Regions from separate parts of the Bos taurus genome. Here region 1 is linked to region 2. The links are chromatin contacts, called in public Hi-C maps. All regions are on one chromosome and are shown on one strand. The core of a region is the stretch at or near the end of the contact, and the rest is flanking DNA. Distances in the headings are between cores, read along the strand shown.

What was found. A called contact is a pair of places that touch in the nucleus more often than the background predicts.
Region 1: a Hi-C map of skeletal muscle shows a contact between it and region 2, with 4 times the contacts expected there. The contact joins the promoter of MTRF1 here to the promoter of WBP4 in region 2. A contact is called at or near these places in 4 of 11 Hi-C or Micro-C datasets (liver, skeletal muscle, skin fibroblasts and 1 more).

Annotation. Positions count from the first base shown.
Region 1 is chr12:11,461,997-11,465,363 of ARS-UCD2.0, reverse strand. MTRF1 (mitochondrial translation release factor 1) reads left to right here and starts at 2,097. Exons shown (of 10, transcript NM_001035013.2): 1 at 2,097-2,162.
Region 2 is chr12:11,275,620-11,278,791 of ARS-UCD2.0, reverse strand. It overlaps WBP4 (WW domain binding protein 4), which reads right to left and starts at 1,709. Exons shown (of 10, transcript NM_001075251.1): 1 at 1,560-1,709; 2 at 553-625. The coding sequence starts at 1,561. TRNAE-UUC (transfer RNA glutamic acid (anticodon UUC)) reads left to right here and starts at 2,419; the gene lies at 2,419-2,490. It also overlaps a transcript of ELF1 not described here.

The sequences.
Region 1 (3,367 bases), core at 848-3,347, 190 kb before region 2:
TTCCTTCAGGATTGATTTGGTCTCCCTTCTGTCCAAGGGACTCTCAAGAATCTTCTCCAACACCACAGTTCAAAAGCATCAATTCTTTCACGCTCAGCCTTCTTTATGATCCAACTCTCACATCTGTACATGACTGCTGGAGAAACCGTAGCTTTGACGATACAGACCTTTGTCAGCAGTGTTAGCTGTAATATATTGAATTTGGAAGGGATACAATTCAGTCCATAGTACTAAGGTTTATTTTTTAAGAAGAAAGCCTTATATATACTACTTAAGTTATATATTTGAATAATATATCAAAATAAAAAGTCAAAAGCTTTTGTTGAATAATTTAGGAGAATGATTTACGTGGTTTCTCTGGAATTTGTGGGGCTTCCTTGGTGGCTCAGCTGGTAAAGAATTTGCTTGCAGTGCAGGAGACCTGAGTTCGATCCCTGGGTTGGGAAGATCCCCTGGAGAAGCAAACAGCTAGCCACTCCAGTGTTCTTGCCTGGAGAAGTCCATGGGGTCGCAAAGAGTCAGACAGGATTGAGTGACTTTCAGTTTCTGGAATTTGTGAGGTCAAAGATTTTTGTCTTTTCTATTCATTGCTAAATTCTCATGTCTAGAACAGTGAGAAGCACATAACTAGCGCTCCGTATTTACTGAATGAATGAATGAATGCTTTCCTTTCTTTTTTTTCTGGAGGAGGGAGCTAGTATCAGAGCTTAAGAGCCATAGATTATTAAGACAGGTAAGCTTTTTCACTAGTTCTTTTCCTTGGACAAGTTACTAAAATTCTCTGTGCCATAGTTTTCTATTCTGCAAAATGGGTTATTTTAGGGTTGTTGTAAGGATTAAATTAATTAAAAGGCTTAAGCCATTTAGAATAGTATCCAATATGTAGTTGGTAGAAGTGGGTACCTTGATATAAGCAATAAATGCTAGATATTTATGTTTATGCCTAATTCCCCTTTTTATATTTATGTTCATAACCTAAGAAAATATCCTGTGAAGTCGGTAATATTGAATTCTTGTTGCCTCTGCTTTTCAGGAAGAAATACTGAGGCACAGAGTTCAAATGACTTGTAAATATGATCTGCAACATAAATAAGTATACTACTTGAATATTTAAAGTAAGGCAATATATTTGCATTTTGCTGGAATTGTTTATTATTTATGTTTTTTAATGCTTTACTTAATTGATGGTTTACAAACCTAAATTGAGCCCCCAAATTCTGTTTATGCGTATACAACAGATATAAAGTCACTAACTTGTGGCTATATATGGTCTCCCATATTTTGGATCCTCCTTGTGACTTTTAGGGCTTCAGTGGTAAAGAATCTGCCTGCAATGTGGGAGACCAGGGCTCCACCAGGGTAGGGAAGACCTCCTGGAGGAGGAAATGGCAACCCACTCCAGTATTGTTGCCTGGAGAATCCCATGGACATGGGAGTCTGGAGGCCTATAGTCCATGGGGGTAAACAAAGAGTGGAACACAACTTGCTATCTGAGCACTGCTATGAATTTTTTAAAGATATACATTTACAGTCTCAACTAGCCATTATGTATTTTCTCAGGCAAGGAAAGCTGAGAAGTACAGCTATTAACGTTCAGAATCCTGTAAACTTTCGAATCCTCATTTATTAAAAAAAAAAAATCAGGAATCCGTGCTCTAGTGGCTCCACAGGTAAGGAAATTTTTGTATATCAAGAGCTCTTAATCAGAACTGTAGAGAACTTCCCTTTTGAGCTTGCCTGAAACTGGGAAAACCGAAGCTGCAGCTTCGGCCTAGGGGGTTGGGGGCGGGGCGCCTGTCCGACATAAACTACAACTCCCAGGACTCCCGGGCAAGCGCTCCCGGGAGTCATGGTTCATTCAACACCCGAGCCCGCGTTGCCCGTCCCTTCTCCCTCCCCTGGCAAGCCACACTTTGGGTTCTGACTCCAGATGAGCAAGCCCACGGCCGTCTCGGGGAACGTTTTCTTGCTGTACCGTTTTCTCTCTTGTTTCCTTTGATAGCTCATGTTGCGCACACTCAAGAACTCCTCTGCCGCAGAGGAGTGGCGACGCCCGAGGAGGCGGGGTCGGGCTCTAACCCAGACTGGGTGAACCCGGAGGTGAAAGGGATCCGGTGACCGATGGGCTGAAATGTAGTGGATCCCAGAAGGTTCCGACTTCAGTAAGGAAACCTAGTGTCCTTAATTTTTTTTTAAGTACTCACAGTTCATGTCTCTTTTCTGATCTTAAAAGTCTATTTTCTTTCTCTAGCTTTTTTTCCCCCTGGTGCCTCCCTGTGGGATCATTCTTGATACCGAGTAACTCAGTGTAACTTACACGTGATACCCTCGTGCGGGCTTAGTGTCGCTTCTGATTTGCCGAGGCTGAGAGTTCCTAGAATTTCAGATTAATCTTGTTAACTGCATGTATGGGGGCGAGGGGGTGAGGGGTGAAGGAGAAGACTTGAAATTCTCAAGTATAGATAACCCTAGAGGGTGAAGGTCTTAGGGTTTACTTAACATTGAAGTTCATGACCTAGAGAGGTATTTTACTTGTTCAGCCGCTCAATGGTGTCCGACTCTTCACCAGGCTTCCCTGCCCTTCACTATCTCTGGGAGTTTGCCCAGACTCCTGTCCATTGAGTCGATGATGCCATCTAGCCCTTTCATCCTCTGTCCTCCCCCTTCTACTAACTGTTCCTAAAAAGGAACTCTAGCTAGAAGTGTTTCAACAAAAATCTTTTTTGCCGTTTTTTACTCTGTCCTTTTTCAAATGGACACACCTGTGATGGAGACTAGATGTTGCTACCCATCAGGGTTCTTGGCCTCCTTAATCACTAGAAAGTGTTCAGAGGCTAGTCGGGATATTGAAACAAGGCTTTATTGAGGCCCCTGCTACAGCAGGGGTGAGCCAGAACAAGTTTGCTTGCTTGCTCACTTGCTGGGGGTGGGGAGAGACAGGCAAGCTTGTTCGTGTCCAGGAGTCGGAAGGAGGGGTAGATTAGGTGGTTCGTCCCTCCCTTTGAGGGGTCATGCTGAGGACCATGCTTGTACTCCCAGCTCTTCAGGCTCTTGGGAGGTGGCAGGTGGGCTTTTTGGTCTCTTTGTATCTAGGTGTCCAGAATTTGCCCCAACTGCACATGCACGCGGTTAAGTCCCTTGTAGTTTCTTTGTGTTGTGTTGCTCCTGGAGATGTTTGTCCAGGGGCAAGCATGGTAGCCCTGCACCAACAGGGTCCCAGGTCCCAGCCCCCAGCCTGTCTCAATGTGAAGAGGAGTAGTAACTCCTGCTGGAGGACTAACATTTGTGGCTACTGGACCCTGGTGCCCTCTTTAGAGTGTGATTAAGTTACATTTTGTTAGCAGAACCCTGCAAATTTTGAATATTT
Region 2 (3,172 bases), core at 460-2,959:
GTCTTAAAAGGTGAATTTGGACTAAAAGATATACTAATAATGTGCTTAAAGTTTGCTATGTTCATATTCCATGACAAAGATAATGATGTCTTTCAAATTTAAGCATTTAGAAATATAAAGCTCTACATCAAATATATTTAACTACCTATAGAGCAGAAATATACAAGAAAAACTACAATAACGTTTCTTTTTACACGTTAAGGACTTTCTGCTTTTACTTTTCTTTGTATACAATACTACAAACAGCACTGTCATAACCTAGGTGTTTCATAAACATGAATGTGATTACCCACTCAATGTCCAGTTCCTGAATGTGACTGAAGGGCCAGAGAGAAATAATTTGGCTTAGTACATAATCAAATTTGGGCTGATGATAAAGAAGGCTCACAACTTTCCTACAAGGAACGAAAACACAACAGAAATTTTTCGATGTTTTGAAAAATCAAGAGCAACGCATATGAAAGTACTTTGTAAGCTCTCAGTTGAGATCAACAAAGAACATCTCACATGAACACAGTATTAGGAGACTCTCTAATAGAGGAATCATCATACAGGCCTATTGTCCGCGATCCAACACTTGCAGTAATCACAGAATTTCTTTGGTTGTGACTTCCAGTAGTCTGCCCTGGAAAAGAAAAAACAAGTTTATTTAGAATCTAAAAAGGTAATGTTTGCATGATTTACATCTTCTTAGAGTCCGAAATGCAAGCTTCAGAATCTTGTTACACACAGCACTGTTACACACAGCATCCTGTTTTATTATTTAGCTGATTGAAAGCAGTCAACTGAAATTCTGTTGCCACTAGAGTAAAAAAGTCTGCAACGGATTTAAAACTCCCTTAAACAAAATAGCTTTTAAAAATGTATCATTTGTTATTGTCATCAGTGTTAAGAAATAAGGAACATGTTGGAGAAGATCATCCATTCCTTTCTGGCATTTTTGGAGGTGAGGTTACAGTAACGGATACTTGAAGAAACTCATAAAGTTCACGTTAAATCAAGTTATTTCCACTCAAATTACTAAACATAAGACGTCTCTGGTGGGAGACTGGCTCCTCCGAGACTATTAGTTAATACAGTTTGTTCTTGAGCCTCAAGGCAAGAGACAGTTGGAAAAGCCAACAGATCTCTCAGCTGGCAAGACCAAAAATTAAAGTCTTAAGCTAACCAGGGCTGGCCGCTTCTAGCAGGCGGAGGCGGCAGCGGTGGCCGCAGTTCAACCCTACGGTTTCACAACACCCCACGGTTCAAGCGCCACCAGAAAGAGGATGCTCGCGGCCCCCGACGGTGGAGGCGGCGGTAGCCCTCCGTCGCTCCACGGCAGCCGTCCTACCTGCAGGGGCCGCCAGGCTCCTTGCCGGAGCCCGCGCGTCCCCACCCTGGGACGGGAGAACCGGCTCCGCCGGTCCGCAGCCGGCCCGGAGCGAGTTAAGGGCGTCACGCCCCTGGCCGAGGGCGGGTGGGGGGGAGAGGGGCGGTGGCAGAGGGAGAGACCGGCGGGCGAAGGGCCGCCCGGGGAAACAAGACCTCGTTGTTTGAGAGCCTGAGACCCGACTCACATGACTGGACCAGGCGCTGCGCGGGCCGCCCCCGGCCCCGGCCGAGGCTCGCGCTCTCCGCGCGGGGAGAACCGGGCCCCAGCTCACCACGAGGCCCACCGCAGCCTCGGAGCGCGGGCGCCTCCCGCCGTCCCCGGGGCCCGCGTTCCGCCGCTCCCAACTACGGGTGCCCCGGCGACCCAATCCGCGTTCGCGCTCTCCTCCCCTGCGCTCCTCCTCGAGGGGCGGGCCTCCGGCTCCCGGAGAGGTGGGGTCGTTATAAGCGGGCTGAGGTCGCCGACGAGGGGCGAGAGCGCGACGGGACTTGAGGGGAAGCTCAAGTCTCGCGTCCCCGCGTCAGCTCGCCTTCTTTTTCTCTCTTTTCCCTTCCTGAGATCCAGAACCTCCACTCTCCTTCTAGGCTCGCTGGCTCGGGGCCCAAGGAGCTCGCGCGCCGCCTCCGCCCCGAACGCAAACAGCTGTTCCCAGAGACGTCGCCGCCCTCAACTTTGCCAACTGGTCCGCACGCACTTTGACCGGCGGAGCAGCCCGGACCCGTAGGCTGGGGAGGGGGCCGTCGGCGGAGTTTAAAAAAAAAAAAAAAAAAAAAGGTGAAACAGCTGTTTTCAGGGCCAAGAGTCGCTGGGCTTGGCCGCAGAACTTTTCCTCAGGCGGCGGAGCGACCCCGCCCCACCACTGGGAAGCCCGCGCGCTCCTGCCGGGCGCGCTCCCGGGCTCGCGAGCGCGTGGGGAGCGGGGGAGCAGGCGGCGGCGGCGGCGGCTGGGGCGGCCCCGAGGCAGCGGCGGGTGGTGGAGCTGGGGCGGCGGCGGCGGCGTTCGCGCTTGTCAGGTGAGTCACCGCGAAGCTCCTCGCAGCGCTTCCCATATGGTCTAGCGGTTAGGATTCCTGGTTTTCACCCAGGCGGCCCGGGTTCGACTCCCGGTATGGGAACGTGGTAACACTTTTTAGAAACTGACAGGCGAAACCGACTTGTTTTATTTCCAGTGGCTCTGGCTCTTTTTTTCTTTTTTTTTTTCCTGAACCACCCCCCACCCCCAGGTGATTTTTATAGAGAACGGCCCTTAGAGCCGTGTGGTTAGATCTGGGCTGCCTCGAGTGCGGAGCCGGGCGGGCGGGAGGAGCGGGTGCGCTTAGGCTGCCGCTGCTGGCGCTGGAGGCCGGGGGGCTGAGGCGCGGGGCACGGAGTTTCACTTCTCCCGGGGCCGTCCTCCCGCCGCTGCGGGCCCGGGCCGTCCCCTCCCCAAAGCTCGGGAGGCGATGATTAACCCCGGCCTCGCCTTATCGGCCCCCAGCGCCCCCCTCAGGCCCACACCCTCGCCTCGGAAGGTCCCGGGCGACGCGGGGCGTGTTCGTCCTCGCCTGGCTCGGAGCCCCGAGTCATCGCGCCCGGGTTCTTCACTAGAAACACCCCGGCCGCCCCCCGGACCCCCGACACAAAGCAGCCCCCGGGCGGGGTGCGGGCTGGGGACCCCTGACGCCCTCCCGACCGCGCCGCTGCCTCCCGCCCGGCCGCGGGTCTCCCGGGGCGCCCGAGCCCGGCGCCGAGGGCACCCCTGCTTGACATGTGGGGCGCCGGCCGCCGTTCACAGAAAGCACCCCAGACTCGGGAGCC